Regions from separate parts of the Mus musculus genome. Here regions 1 and 2 are each linked to region 3. A link is a contact called in public Hi-C and promoter capture Hi-C data. All regions are on one chromosome and are shown on one strand. Each heading gives the region's core, a stretch centred on a gene start, on an enhancer-like site or on the middle of the called end of the contact. The rest is flanking DNA. Distances are from core to core; before and after follow the strand shown. Region 1 has its middle 12 kb from the start of Rnf138rt1. Region 2 has its middle 38 kb from the start of Rnf138rt1. Region 3 holds the start of Ap1s2 (adaptor-related protein complex 1, sigma 2 subunit).

Region 1 (5,035 bases), core at 79-2,578, 160 kb before region 3:
GGGCTTCTCTTGGTTCCCCTAAAGAAGAAACTGGTCCTGGAAAACTCCAAAAGTAAATATTTGTGGCTTTGCATGGACTATATATAAATAAATGGACATGACTATGTTCCAAGGGAATTGAAGCGCATGATGTTAGCGTAAATAACACAGAACACAGATGCAGAAGACAAATCCGTGCTCTCCCTCATGTGCATGTGCAGAATCCAGATTGAAGAACCACCCTCTCTCGACAAGAAAGAGAACGTATTTTTAATTTTATATTTATTTTCTTTTATGTGTATTAATGTTTTGCCTGCATATATGTCTATGCACTATAAGTATGTCTGGTGTCTTCAAAGGTCAGAAAGGGTGCATTGGAGCTCCTGGAGTAGGAGTTACAGGCAATTTTGAGCCGCCATGTGGGTGCTGGGAACCAAACTCAGGTCTTCTGCAAGAATAGCCAGTGCTCTAACCCTTGAGCAATCTTTCCAGTCCACTCTGGGAATTATTAAAGAAAAGGAAAGGAACCAGGAGGAGGAGAAACAAGAGACAAGATTGTGAATTAATTTGATCAAAGTACATAATACACATGTATGTAAGCATAATGAAACCTATTTTGTATAATGAATATAAACACACACATATTAATATAAGATATGTATTATTTGGGGGGTAGAGAACACTTTTTGGCTTTTAGAACGGTTTGTCAAGCCTTGGTCTATCATAAGTGATGAAGTGCTCATTCAATAAGTGGATGTTTTTAAAGACTTTCGTTTATTCTTATTTATGTGTTTTTGTGTGTTTCTATGTGAGTGCATGCCACACATTCATAGGTACCAATGGGGACAAGAATAGTGGATTCGATCCCTTGGAGCTGGAGTTACAGGTGGATTAAGCTTCCTGATGTGGGTACTGGGAACTGAATTTGGTCTTTCAGAAGAACAGATAGTGTCTTGTGGGTTTTTTCCCAATTTATTTACATGTGTGGATAGTTTGCCTACATGTATGTCTGTGCACTACATGTGTACAGTGCCCTCAGAGGCTAGAAGATGGTTTCAGGTCCCTTGAAATGGAGTTTCAGACCTTTGTGAGCCACCACACTGGAATCAAACTCAGTTCCCCTGGAAGAGTGGCCAGTGCTCTTAACTGCTGAGCCCTCCATCTTTCTAGACCCATGTAAACATTTTGAAGGGCTGGAATTTGAAGACTGAATTATAAATAATTACCACGTGAGCTTTTATTCCCTCGGATGCTCATCTCGTCCCTTCTGCACAGGCTTAGAACAGGCCAAAGCAACTTTCTTGTCAGCCTCACATGGCCTCCTGGGAGTCAAGGTCTACACACAAAGGAGTAAGAGCACGTGACCCCGGATCTGTGAGAACCAGCTTAGACTGAGAAAAGCTGTAAAAATGTTGCAAGTGAATAGATAGGATTTGTGGGAAATTCAGAACTGAGATTTTAAAAAATGCAGGAATGAAAGTATGGTGTGTCCTTGCTTAACAATAGAGCTGTTTCATCAACTTCAAGGCACTGCTTGGGGGGGGGGAGAGAATGCTGCAAAATGTACCCCAAGTGCAGTGGTGTTGAAATGAGAAAAAAAATAAGTGCCAGAGAATGCTGGGAGATGGCAATACATTCCTTCATTTGTCCAGAAAATAAATCAAGGTGAAGAACTGTATATAGATTATCTATAAGTCCCAAGCACTTAAATACTTACTCACAGCCTAGGTATTTATTTGAGTGCAGCCCTCGAAGTCACATAATGGGCTCATTTGCTTTCCACTGTCCTGCCCTTGTGCACCATATTTAGCTTCCTGGATGGACCATTCTCCTCCCTAACGCCTTACACATACCATTATAATACCTGTCCTGCCCACCAGTCTCTTCCCCGTAATTTATTTCCCCACACAATCTTCAGATAGCATCCTTTTGTATTTGTCCCCTCCAAAAGAATTTTCTGACCACAGCGTCCCCATTACTACCGTTCAGAAAATCTAACCTGCATCAAATGTAAGACCCACAACTGCTTCACATATGCCTAAGAAAAGTATGCCGACAACTAAAGCTTGACCCTCTGTCAGTTATCGTATGCATCCCAAGCATGGCAGGGTGGCTCACATGAGTCACCCCAGCACTCCATAGACTGAAACAAGAGGACTTACCATTACTTCAAGGTCACCCTGAACTATATAATCAATCCCAGGTCTGCCAAAGCCCGATCTCAAAAGGTTGGGTACAATGGCTCACACTTCTAATCACTTCAATGAGACAGAAGGATCTCTGAGTTTGAGGCCAACCTAGTCTAACTGGTGTGTTCCAGGCCAGCCAAGGCTACATAGTGAAATCCTGCCTCAAGTACTCAAAGAAAGATCCCAATTTCATAGTGTCAAATGTGACTCACATTTGTTAGGGTTTGTATGCTTTGGAACTGATAAAAAAATCCATACTTTGATATACTTCAGTGATTTTCAGTAAAACGTGATATCTGTGCTGAAAGGTGATGTCACCTACAATGATGTTGGTGTCTCATTAGGTGGTATGAGACAGGAGAAACTTTAGACAAAAGGATATTACCAGTGAACCAGCAAGTCCTAACATCAGCAGGGTCAGCCTAAGGAATTGCTTAGTTAGGGACCTCCATTAAGGTAAAGCTGGGCCCTTGACTAGGCCCTAGGGAAGACTTTCAGAATAAGTCAGACAAGAGATAATGGTGTATAGTTCAGACTTAAGCATGGATGGAGATGGAGGTGAAACAGATTCTTGGGTGTCTTCACAGTGTAAATATAACATCAATGACTTTCTAAAGTGACATTGTTCAAAGGATTATAATTTAGAAGGATCAAAGATTATGCAAAAGTTAAGGACAAAACTATCAGATGGTGGGCCAATGAGATGGCTTAGGAGATGAGAGACCTGTTGCTCTTCCAGAGGACCCGAGTTCAGTTTCCAGCTCTCACAGCAGGCAGTTCACAACTGCCTATAATTCCCCAGCTACCCACCAAGGATACCTGTACACAGAAATAAAAACAAATCTCTTTTTAAAATGTGAGATGGTTCACTTAATCCCTGACCCTGTCTACAAGGTCTCAGTATATAGACCTAGAAGGCTTGAAATTTCTTACTTAAGCCAGGCTAGCCTACGAACTTAGAGAGACTCACCTACCTCTCCCTCCCAAGTGCAGGAACAAAGGACTGCTGAATGGCCCTCTTTTCCTTTATCTTAAAGAACTTTCTGTGCAGCGTACGCCTTTAATCCTGGTATTTGGGAGATATGATAGGCAAAAAGATCACACCCAAGTTTAAAGCCAACCTGATCTAAGCAGTGACTACCACGCAAGCAATGGCTCCGTCGTAGCAGCCTGCCTAAAAAAGCAGCAGCAACAAAAATATTTTTTTTCTTTTGTAAATGGAATTTGTAGGGTGGTTTTATGGGGTGCATTGTTTAGATTATATGGAGGAGAGAGGAGTTCCAATAAGTTTAAACTCAAGGCAACAAACATTGTAGCCTCAAGAAAGCACAGTTTACTTATTTCAGCCTTCGTGCTGGAGATGGCTTTGGGAAATGAGTATCACTCTGTAGACAACGTTGATTTTATCCACCATGTTGAAGTTTCTGACTTGCAGCCAGATTCTAGAGTAAGACATCTCCTTCCCATATCCCCTTAATATTCCCTGCTTCAGTGGGAAATCTTATCAGAGAACGTGAACTATGGTCAAATCTAGAGAGAGGAGAGGGAAGGAGGGAGCAGCGCAAAGCTAATGAGGGCACAGGAAGCCTGCAGCAGACATTGGAAAGACCTCCTTTTTGAGCCCCAAAGCTAAATTAAATCCCAAGTCAAGCAACCTGACCGATGCTGGCCAGCCCAGCGTTACAGTTCAGTGATATCTGAAGGCCACAGAAAAAGGAAGAGCAGCCTGCTATAGTAAGGGTAAAGGACGACATTGCTTCTTCCTGGGACCCGCTTCCCTCTCGATGTGTGTCACAGTTGGCAGCCATAGTTCATTCAGGCTCAATATCCACATATTGTGAGGACTCCCTCTCTTCTTCCCTCTCACTCCTCTCTTCAGCCCCAGCATTTGACACTCCAGCCCTATATTCTGGAGCGGGGGGGGGGGGGGGGAGGGGGGAGCAGGCGATGTTGGTGTGTTGTTCAACCCTGCCATTTCCCCTACTAGTCAAACTCCTGATCTGACTAAATAATAGGTAATCAGGATTATGCTTTTCCTGGGGCAATGAGTCTTGCTTCAATCTTCCACTTCTCTTTCCTCTCACAAGTGACTTGTGGCTACTTCCAGTTTTGGACTATCCCTTTAAGGTCTCTCTCTCTCTGACTTGGCTATCCAAATAGCATTGGTTCCTGCATGAAACGGAAGCCAGTCAGTCAGGAGAATCTTTATTTTCAGGGAATTCCCCACTCTAAGGAAAACCTTGTTTGAATCAATACAATGACCCTCAGTCTCACAACTAACGACAGGGAAGATCTATCCTCTAGGGATACCTCTTGGGTGAATATTGCACCCCTAATAGTACAAAAGTCTTTTCTCCTTGCCCCCTCTGATTCATCCATGAGATACAGTCTCAAAGCTGGGTCTAAATTTGATCCTCAGACCCTCAGCTGTGAAGGAGATGATTATATGTGGCTATGCTCTGCCATCATCCTTACAACCCCAAGTAGCATCCTTGATGACCCCTTTATGGTCATTTGAGGCCCTGCTTAGCCTTCAGACTTCTCCACCACCAACTGCCCTTCCATCTGGCAACTCTGCCCCCACCTCCCTGTCTTTGATATTTCCTCTCCTCCTTCCTCTACATCTCTAGACCTCCACTCATCCACGCAAGAGCTCCTCCTCCCTACCCGCACATACTCTTTTCCTAAGGCACCAGAGCTTAAGACCTTTGTATAAGGAATTAGTGAAAAGTCACCCCCTACCTTTCTGTCTCTCTCAGAATCCTTTCCTTTTGTGGAGTCACTAATGGGGACTTTGGCATTATCCAGCTATATGTCTGCATGTCTGACCTGTGCTGAGAACCAGTGCTCTGGGTGCAGCCCACCAT
Region 2 (4,398 bases), core at 1,435-3,934, 190 kb before region 3:
GGCATAATGATTGACAAATAAATTGATGTCTCACAGTGCATCTTAGAAATTGATCTTTACAGTTGTACAGTCATATAATCTTTTAAATGACACCAAGTGCGTCCAATAGAAAAGAACAGTTTGTTTTAAAAATGGAGTTGGAATAATTAGACATTAATACAGAAAGGAAAAATAAATGAGTCATATCCTATGAGTCATATCCTACCTCATATCCTATGCAAAAAGTAACCCAAAATAGAATAGATTCTAAACCATAGCATCTATGTGAAACTCATAAAACATATTTGAGAGAAGAGTAAACTCAGATAGATAGATAGATAGATAGATAGATAGATAGATAGATAGATAGAGAGATCTTAGTTAAGTTTAGTGGCACATATCTACAATCTTAGAATCTTAGCAATGAAGAGACTGAGGCAGGATCCCAAGGACAGCCTCAGCTACATAATAAATTCAAGACCAGCCTGGGATATTTAAGACCCTGCCTCAATAAAACAAGCTAGAATTCTAATGCTAAATAATGAAGTATATACTTGTAAATATTTGCATAAATCCTTCATGCTAAAATATACACCAATGCCAATAATACACAAAAATATACAGCACCATTAATTGTCAGGGAAACACAAATTTTAAAAAGAACAATAAAATATACACATCCAATAGAATGGCTTAAATTTTTAAAAGAAGCTGACAACATTAGATGTTGGAAAAGACACAACTGGTCACAATGTAGTGACTAACTGGCCATGGGGTACCAATCCCCGGTTGATACATTTAAAACATAACCTCTACACCTAAGGCTGAGAGAACAGCATAGAAGGAGTGAAAAGATTCTACGAGCTAGAGGAAACATCCCAGGTGTCCATAAATAAGGAACTGGATGAGCAAACCGAAATATAAATGGATACACATGTTAAGACATAAGCAGTAGGCCAGGGCATTTGCTGCGAGATTATGTCTTCTATATATAACAGGGAAGTTTCAGCCATGACCTCTGAACAGTATGGTGACCTAAACAAGACCTGCACAAAGACAATACCAATTGAAATCCCAACATGGATGAGGGTAACCTCATAAGACCCACCACTAGATGAAGAGTTACTGGCAATTAATGACCACTGGGAGAGGAAAAAACAGGTTTTACCAGGGACAAGCTCCCTAATTGCTTATCCAATCTTTACTGAGGTCAATCGTAAAAACGTACATACAAGCAACACTACATGAATTTAGAATATTGTAGCTAGAGATTTATTCATAGAAATTTGTTACATAAATGTAACAATGATAAGGAAAAAAGAGGCTATGGATTTGAGAGGAGGCATGGGAGGAGTTGAAGGAAAGAGGAGGATTAATGTAAATATAGTACACATATATGAAAATTTTAAAAACCAAAATTTTTAAAGAATTGGATGATTAGAATTCATACATTGTTGTTATTGTAAGATTGTTCACCATCGCCAGCAAAAGTCGGCTGGTTTTTTGTTAAACTAAATGTATAATGAGCCTACGATCCCGTAATTTCTCCTAGATACTACTCAAGAGAAATAATATACAGCTATTGAACAAACATACCCAAAAGTTAAAAATTGCTTTAATAGTTAAAACGAGAACATTCCAGGTGTCCATAAATAAGAAACTAGATAAGAAACATAAGTGAATAGGCATGTTAAAATATAAGTGATTGGCCAATTAGCATTCCACCATGGAGTGATGTGAGACTCACGAGCCCCCAACCCTAGCTGAGGAGATGCTGACAGCTGACAATGTGCTTGTCAAGAAGCAGCTGCATAACCAATAATTGTTAAATGTTGGCATGCTAAATGTAGCTTTTGAGGAAGGGATGGTTGACATTGTTTAAGGGTGTGGACCCTGATAGATCAACCATACTCCAGTAAATGGCCCTACACTCTGAAGTATATGGGCAACATTGATTGGGCTCCGTGAGTTTAAAAAAAGAAAGAAAGAAAGGACGTGAAGAGGAGTGCAGGAATGAGGAGGAATGAACCTTAAAGGAAATACATTGTATGCATGTATGACGTTCTCAAATAATTAATTTTATATATGTGTGTGTGTCTAAGAATCTAGGTGATATTTTCAATTTTGCTGTTTTAGCATTTTTTCATAATAAAGCAAATCATTAAATTAAAACTATATGTATAACAATGTTGATACCCCCCTCTGAGATACTTAAAAAAGATTTTGTTTTTCTTCCAATGAGTACAAAGCTTGTATATTGACCTGGAGCACAATATAAACCAGGCAGGTCTGCTTTAGGCACTCTGTAATTCATCGCAACGTTTAACAGTTATTTGTTAAGCAGCTGCTGCTTGACAAGCACATGAAAGAAAGAGAGAACGCAGAACAATGCATTCAAATCATTATCCTCTGTCACCCCTAGTAACCAGCTGGGAAGGGAAAGCTTTGAGAAAAGGACACACAATGAAAAAGCACCTTTATTCACAGATACATTTTATGTTATATTTTACCAATTAAAGCAGCTATTTTCAACATGGAAAAATTAATACTGTTAACCCAGAAATAATTGGCCGAATGTTAGAGTCGTTTTTAAATTGTTCTTTGAATGTATTTTCAGGCTGGGAAGCAGGTTGTAGGGAGGCTCAGACTTCAGGGAAGGAGAGAGCCTCACTAACATAACATGCGATTTTTCAAACCTTGGTATTATGCTGACAGATAGAGGGAACTCTGAATGTCACTTCCTCGCAAAAGCTATTAAGCACAGTGCTTGAACAGAGCTGGAGGACCTAGCAACAGAAGAGAGGGAGAAAGGTTTCCAAGGCGAAAGGGTTGCTTGTTGCAGAGCTAAAACTTTAAATTGCCACGCCTCCAGGTCTTGACCGGGAAAATGAACAGCCTTAGCCTAATAACGGCTTTGTTTTCCTGAGCGATGCTGGATTGATTAGATCCATATTTTTTTTTCAGCACACGACTTTCCGGTGTAATTCACATTGCCTTTTAGGGTGAAGCACAAACATTGAATATTTGGGGATATAAATAGATTCTGGTCTATGAATCTGCTGCTTCTCCCAGACACCAAGGCCAGGTTTTTCAGAATGGAAATCAGGACCAGACCCAGTGTTTTCCTTACTATGCTCTTGGGACACCACTGCATGTGCCTCTGAGGGATTTAGAGGTTAGCAAATGTACTTGGATCCTGAGACAGACACTGAGAACTTGCCAAGCAGGACATGTGAAGCCCTGCTCTGTGCTCATTCTCAAACTGCACTGGAGGCTTTGAAACACAAGTGCATTTCATGACTCACTCCCTGGGGGGGGGGGGGGCACCTGATTTCCTGTTTTGTCCAAATTAGCTATCAAATTTTTCATCATTTGAAAGCCTCACTAAAACAGCTTTCCTTTCAAGGGCCCAGAGGGGGAAGTCTCTCAAATTTTACCTCCATCGTTCTTTTTCATTTCTTCTATCTCAGGCACTAAGAGTTGCTTTTCAGGAGAAACAGTCACAAAAGGATTATTTTATGGGTAGAAATGAACTGAGGAAAGGTGGTAGACAGGGTTTTCTCCAGAGGTGAAGCAAGCTCATGAGAAATGGCCTTTGTGGGCTGGCTAAATTGGAATGTTGGGCACATTTGAATCTCATGGGAATGAAACCACCTGTTTGTCCACTGGTTCTGTGAAACACTGCTGCATGTAGAACAGAATGCCAGAAATCCCTCTGCTCTCTCCCAACAGACAAAGGGAATAATAATCAGAAGCACATTAAGATAGATGCTGGGAGATAGGCTCAGCAGCTAAGAGTCCTTGTTGCTGTTGCAAAGGACTGGGATTTGATTCCCAGCCGTCATGTCAGGCAGTTTCTAGCCACCTGTAACGCTAGTTCCAAGGAATTGGGCACACTTTTCTGGATTCCTTGGGTCCCTGTAAACGTGTTATAGACACACACACACACACACACACACACACACACACACACACACACACACAAGTGAAATAAATCGTCTTTGAAAGTTAATTTTAGATAGTTCTTATGCCTTCCAACACCTCAGCATTTACATCCACATGTACCTACTCACAAAGATCTCAAACAGAGATGCCTTCCCTATGGAATCTCCCCCCGCACCCCCCCACACACACACCGAGGCTTCACTATATTCTAGCATGTTTTCTGGAGACCACCAAAGACACAAAACCCCATGACACAAAAGCAAACATCAGACTCAGAACTTTAAAAAATGTCCATTTATTCCAATTCAGTTCATTAAATCCCTATCTGGTCTGAGAGCTCACAGTTCTTGCTCTTTATGTTTGAAGCCACACAGGACAATAGGCTCTAGGGCAAGATCACAGGGTAAATGTCTCGGGTCCTACTAATCTCCACCCTGTAACTGCCACCCGAAAGCTGATCCAGGCAACTGGCCC
Region 3 (4,739 bases), core at 1,008-3,507:
TTATATATATATATATATATATATATATATATATATATAACAAAGCCTACAATTTGAAAATGTGGAAATCAAAGTCAAACTACTTAATTACTAACAAAGATGGCAGCCGTGCTTCCTTTTGTCTTTCACAGTGAATGCACCATTAGCACTTTGAACTAAGACTGGGGAATAAACCATCTATAATCTACTGAAAAAGACCATCTGCTTCTATAAATTTTGTTCTCATATACTTGCCAAAGGAAGAGAACGTATTAACAAAATAATGGGCCCTGCTCTGTTAATTGTAGGTTGTTTGCAGTTTTGCTGTTGGTATTAGAATTTAATAAGCCATTCCTTCTGCTAAATTAATAAGCAGCCAAGATTATGTAATAGCTGCTTTCAGCTGCTAATTATTTTCCCATAATTCCTTCTCTACCCCCCAGCCCTCCCCACTTTCTCTCTCTCTCTTTTTGGCTAGGAACACAGAAATGAGACTGCCAATTTGCAAGTCTCCCATAATTTCCAGAGCTACTAACCAACATTAGTAACACATCCAATGAGTTTAAACTTGGGAGGTGGTGACTTAGGCACCCTGAGGACGTAGGTGTTTTGAACACAAAAAGGAAAGGCAGTGTTTAGAATTAGAAGGCCGTTTTTCATTGTGTAATATCATTGCTATCTTTGAACTGGCTAATGACATCTGTTTCTTGTGAGAAAGTACATTGGCATTTTAGAGGCATGTTTCAACAATAAACAGAGAAATTTGGGCCGGGGACCTAAAGACCTACCAAAAGCCAATTCTGCTTTCTATTGACCACTTTAATACTCCAGTATATTTCACTCACACACGTTTGTAGGAAACTTTCCAAGCAGCATAGTATTGCTGAAAAGGGGAAAGTATTCTAGTTTTATTTTTGCTAAACAAAAGCATATACAAAATGACCTCAAATTCCTAACGTATAAGATCCTATTACATTGGCACTCTAAGACATAAAAATGAACATTGATGTCTAATAAGGGGGTTCTTTACATTAAGTAAACACAGCTTCGCTAAAAGTGTAGCATCTTTTTTTTCTTACATTAGTTAATTTACAATTCCTGTTTAGTAATCTCTGCAAAGAAAGGCATGCCCAATGAATACTCTGTTCTGGCTTTTGTTGTAGGGACAGAGGTGACAGTAGTAATGAGTAGCATTTGACAGGGGAAATCCATGGCTGTCCAAGCAAGGTCACCTAATCCTGTGGATCTCCATTCCCCTTATCTATAAAAGATGAGTTGAACTCGATGATCCATCCATTCCACCATTCAAATAAAACACAGACATCCATCATACGCCCAGACTAAGTCAACATTTCAGCTTTTTAACAAGTCTATCATCATTTTATAATTTTATTAGACAACTCACATTTATCAGTAGTGTTAAAACCAGGCAGAGAACTAGGTTGTTAAACGAATAAAATCCAAGGTGCGCTAAACAGAAGCATGTGGGTAAAAGAGGAATTCGTTGTTCCGGGGCTTTAGGGTGAGGCTTTATAGATGTGACATTAGAGGAAGGACATGCCAAGGCGAGCGAGTCATCAGCCAAGGCTAAACTGGAACCCGGGATGGGGAAGGTGCGGGCGAGACCGTGAGAAGGAAGCGGGATCTAAAAGGACTAAGCGCTGTCTGGATTTTTTTTTTTTTTTTTTTTTTTTTTTTTTTTTTTTTGCAGCAGAGAGCGGACTACAACTCCTCCAGTCCGCCGCACTGCTGGGGGAAGCAAGCCCTGAAGAGAGGCTCTAGCAAAGCTTGTGGCGAGAAATGTCTAGGTTAGCTGGGGCTGGAAAGGAGGGGCCTCCCTGCAAACGCGGGCACGAGCACCGCGACAGCGCTGACTTGTTTTCCCCTGAGTTGCAGCACTCCTGTCCTTGGCTCCCACCATCATCGCCGACTGTCACACCTCCCCGCCCAACCCTCTGGAGACCCACGGAGTCACTGGCGCTCGGAATCAGCCCCTTTGCGGTGCGGACCATCCTTTAGCCTGCACCACGGGGTCAGCTAAGGGCGCCGCGGAGCCCCATCACCCTGCCACGGAAGGAGCCAGGACAGCCGCGCGCGCCGCGTCCCGGCAGCACAGCCCGAAGTACGCAAGCGCGCTGGCCACAGCCTAGGCCGCTTCCGGGTCACGTGGCCAGACTTCCGGCCCTCGCCACGCCTACCCTGCGGTTATTTGACCAATCGGCTTCTCGTTCTTGCCGGCAACAGCGCTCACTCTAGAGGCGGTTGGCGCCCCCTCGGCAGCTTGGCGCGCGGTCTCCGGTCCGCCTCTCCGCTCGCCGCAGCCCGGGCTCCTCCTCCGTCCAGCCTCCAGGGCGGGATCTGTCGGCTCGCCCTACCCTCGCAGCCTAAGCCTGCCCTCCACCAGACGGGTCCCCTCCCCGCGGCACCACGGCTTCCCTTCCACAGCACGGCGACGGGGGCTTCCCCTCAGCAGCTGCCGGCGCCTCAGTCTCCGCGGCCAGCCCAGCTCCGCCGCGTCCGCGGCCCGCCGCCGCCGTAAGTGCTGAAGGAGTCCGCTGAGCTGGCAGGGATGGAAAGAGGGAGTGATGGCTGGGACGCGCCCCCCGCCGCCCCGTGAGCGCCCCGACGACCCCACCCCGAGTCCTCCCGGGGCGCCGCGCCCCGAAACTCACTTCTGCCGGCGGTAGCGCTCCGCTCTCCACTCGGCAGCGCGCCGGTGATGCAGGGGAACCGGTCCTAGGTTCCGCGGGGACCCCGCGGCACCTGTGGTTCGCTGATCGCCTCAAGTTTGACGGGGCGTTTTGGGGAGGGGCTGGGGTGACGGCGACCGAGGACTTGGCGCCCCTGGCGGGCCAGCGGATGCCATTGTCTCTGCTCCACTCCTTGCCGGTCACCTCGCCCAGCTTTGGGTACTGATGGAGTGTAGTCCCGGGAGGAGGGGAGGCGTCCGAGACTGCGGGACCCCAGGGATGCTGGACCAGAGCCCACTCCAAGGCTGAGCTCATTGTTGGGTTTTTTGTTTTGTTTTGTTTTGTTTTTGTTTTAATACCAATCTGGAGAAATTGTTGTCCCGGGATTTGCGGCAAAAATCAAAGCGAGGGAAAAGGAATACTTGTGCCGCGGGTTTCGTCCCATGTTAGCACATCATTTGTTTTGAGGAAAATGCTTGGTTTCTTCGTCCTCCAAAGTGGTAGGGCGGATACTGGACCCCGCTACAGATAGCCTAGAGCACACCCCAGTCATTAGCAAACCATCTCTCCTGGTCAAGATTTAAGAAAACCGATCGGTCCCTTCCCCAAGTTCTGATAACGGTTTGCGTTCAATGTCCAGTTCTTTCGATGCCGTTCTTTTCGATGCCGCTGTCTTCAGGACTTACAAGGGTGGCACTTTGCTCTCAATGAATTATATAGTGTTGTGTGGGGTAATAGCCAATTTTAACTTTATTAAAGTTAAATGGCTACGCCATAAATATCCGGATGTTTTCTTGATGCCTTTTTGGGATATTGCGAGGTGGATTTCCTGTCTAGAGCCAATTTGATTTTATATTAGTTACGTAAATTCCTCCTCCGGGTGTTCAAATTTAAGGTTGTGTGGTGAATATTAAGAATCGCCCTTGGGTGGATCTTACTTGCACTGTCACTGTTAAAGGAACTTAAAAAGGTTAAAACAAAACACCTATCCAAATTTTACCTTCAAATTAGCTTTACAATACAGCTCGCTTTTACCAGTTGAATTATAAAATACATGCCTTAGAAAATATAGACTGACCAACAGACATGCAAATACTAAGTAAATCAATGCAAATTAGCTTCGGTATAAAACATACTCAAATCCAGCATAACATTCAAATGTGGTTTTTGTTTTAAAAGAAGTATTCTGTGCACTGTCCCAAAAATTTGTTGTTTTAAATTAAATATCTTGTGTCTCGATATGAGTAACTTTGAATAAAGCTTTTTAAGCGTGTATTCTCTTTTACATACATTAACTCAGTTCTTGAGTGCTTGTTTGTGTTGGATTTTATGAAATGCAAACATAAAAATCGGGCTTTTGTCTTTAAAATGTGTTGTTTGTGAGATCTTTTTGATTAATATTGTGATTTTGCTTAAAATATGCTAGCATAAATTGAAGGGAATGCTTTAAATGACAAGCAGTTTTTCTGCAAGAAATTCAGCCTGGAACTAGAATAGCCTCAGGGTGAAAAATAGTAGGTCTCCTCTTCCTAGACATGTAAATCAACATCCTAAATCAACTACCTGATGTCTGCATTTGCCTTTAATGCACATAGAGTGGTGGAGTGTGGAACAGGTAGAAAATTGTTTCTTGAAATTATCAGAGTTTTTGTTCTTCAAAATTTTCACTCCAGCTTACCACCTGTTCTGATTTCCACACACTCTTCCACACTTACCTACATATAGTAAGATCTTTCCAATAGAATTTCCTGCTATTATAACCTGCGTAGAAATGTTGATGGCTTATTGATCATGTGTCAGGGTGTTTACTGTACCCCCAAAGCAGCTCTGAAACATCATGTGATCTTGACTGTTGATCCTAGGTAATTGTATGTAATTTTGATTTTATTTATTTTAACAGATGCAGTTTATGTTGCTTTTTAGTCGCCAGGGAAAGCTTCGACTGCAGAAATGGTATGTCCCACTGTCAGACAAAGAAAAGAAGAAGATCACAAGAGAACTTGTTCAAACCGTTTTAGCACGGAAACCCAAGATGTGCAGCTTCCTTGAGTGGAGAGATCTGAAGATTGT

The links. Promoter capture Hi-C pulls out the DNA fragments that hold promoters and counts their contacts. Hi-C and Micro-C count contacts between places; a contact is called where the count stands out from the background.
Region 1: a contact with region 3 is called in a Hi-C map of Sertoli cells, with 4 times the contacts expected there. The contact joins the enhancer-like site here to the promoter of Ap1s2 in region 3. A contact is called at or near these places in 4 of 39 promoter capture datasets (the 3T3-L1 cell line, the C10 cell line and pre-B cells), 5 of 484 Hi-C or Micro-C datasets (Sertoli cells, embryonic stem cells, gonadal supporting cells and 1 more), 2 of 115 datasets of contacts at active chromatin or transcription factors (both in embryonic stem cells) and 3 of 9 other capture datasets (embryonic stem cells, liver and pancreatic islet).
Region 2: a promoter capture Hi-C map of hippocampal neurons shows a contact between it and region 3, with 2.6 times the contacts expected there. The contact joins the enhancer-like site here to the promoter of Ap1s2 in region 3. A contact is called at or near these places in 5 of 39 promoter capture datasets (the 3T3-L1 cell line, the C10 cell line and hippocampal neurons), 1 of 484 Hi-C or Micro-C datasets (uterus), 5 of 115 datasets of contacts at active chromatin or transcription factors (the 230-238 cell line, embryonic stem cells and fibro-adipogenic progenitors) and 2 of 9 other capture datasets (liver and pancreatic islet).

The regions. Positions count from the first base shown.
Region 1 is chrX:163,746,878-163,751,912 of GRCm38.p6, forward strand. No RefSeq gene overlaps it. Among named protein-coding and RNA genes, the nearest start is that of Rnf138rt1, 12 kb to the right of the region's middle. Within about 2 kb of position 1,329, at least 3 of the 459 cell types and tissues checked have an H3K27ac peak or open chromatin away from gene starts, as enhancers often do. A contact at or near this core is called in Sertoli cells, where this site is marked.
Region 2 is chrX:163,720,652-163,725,049 of GRCm38.p6, forward strand. No RefSeq gene overlaps it. Among named protein-coding and RNA genes, the nearest start is that of Rnf138rt1, 38 kb to the right of the region's middle. Within about 2 kb of position 2,685, at least 31 of the 459 cell types and tissues checked have an H3K27ac peak or open chromatin away from gene starts, as enhancers often do. A contact at or near this core is called in hippocampal neurons and pancreatic islet, where this site is marked.
Region 3 is chrX:163,906,760-163,911,498 of GRCm38.p6, forward strand. Ap1s2 (adaptor-related protein complex 1, sigma 2 subunit) reads left to right here and starts at 2,258. Exons shown (of 6, transcript NM_001290379.1): 1 at 2,258-2,514; 2 at 4,570-4,739. The coding sequence starts at 4,570. Gm52456 (predicted gene, 52456) reads right to left here and starts at 2,772. Exons shown (of 2, transcript NR_165469.1): 1 at 2,652-2,772; 2 at 1,351-2,539.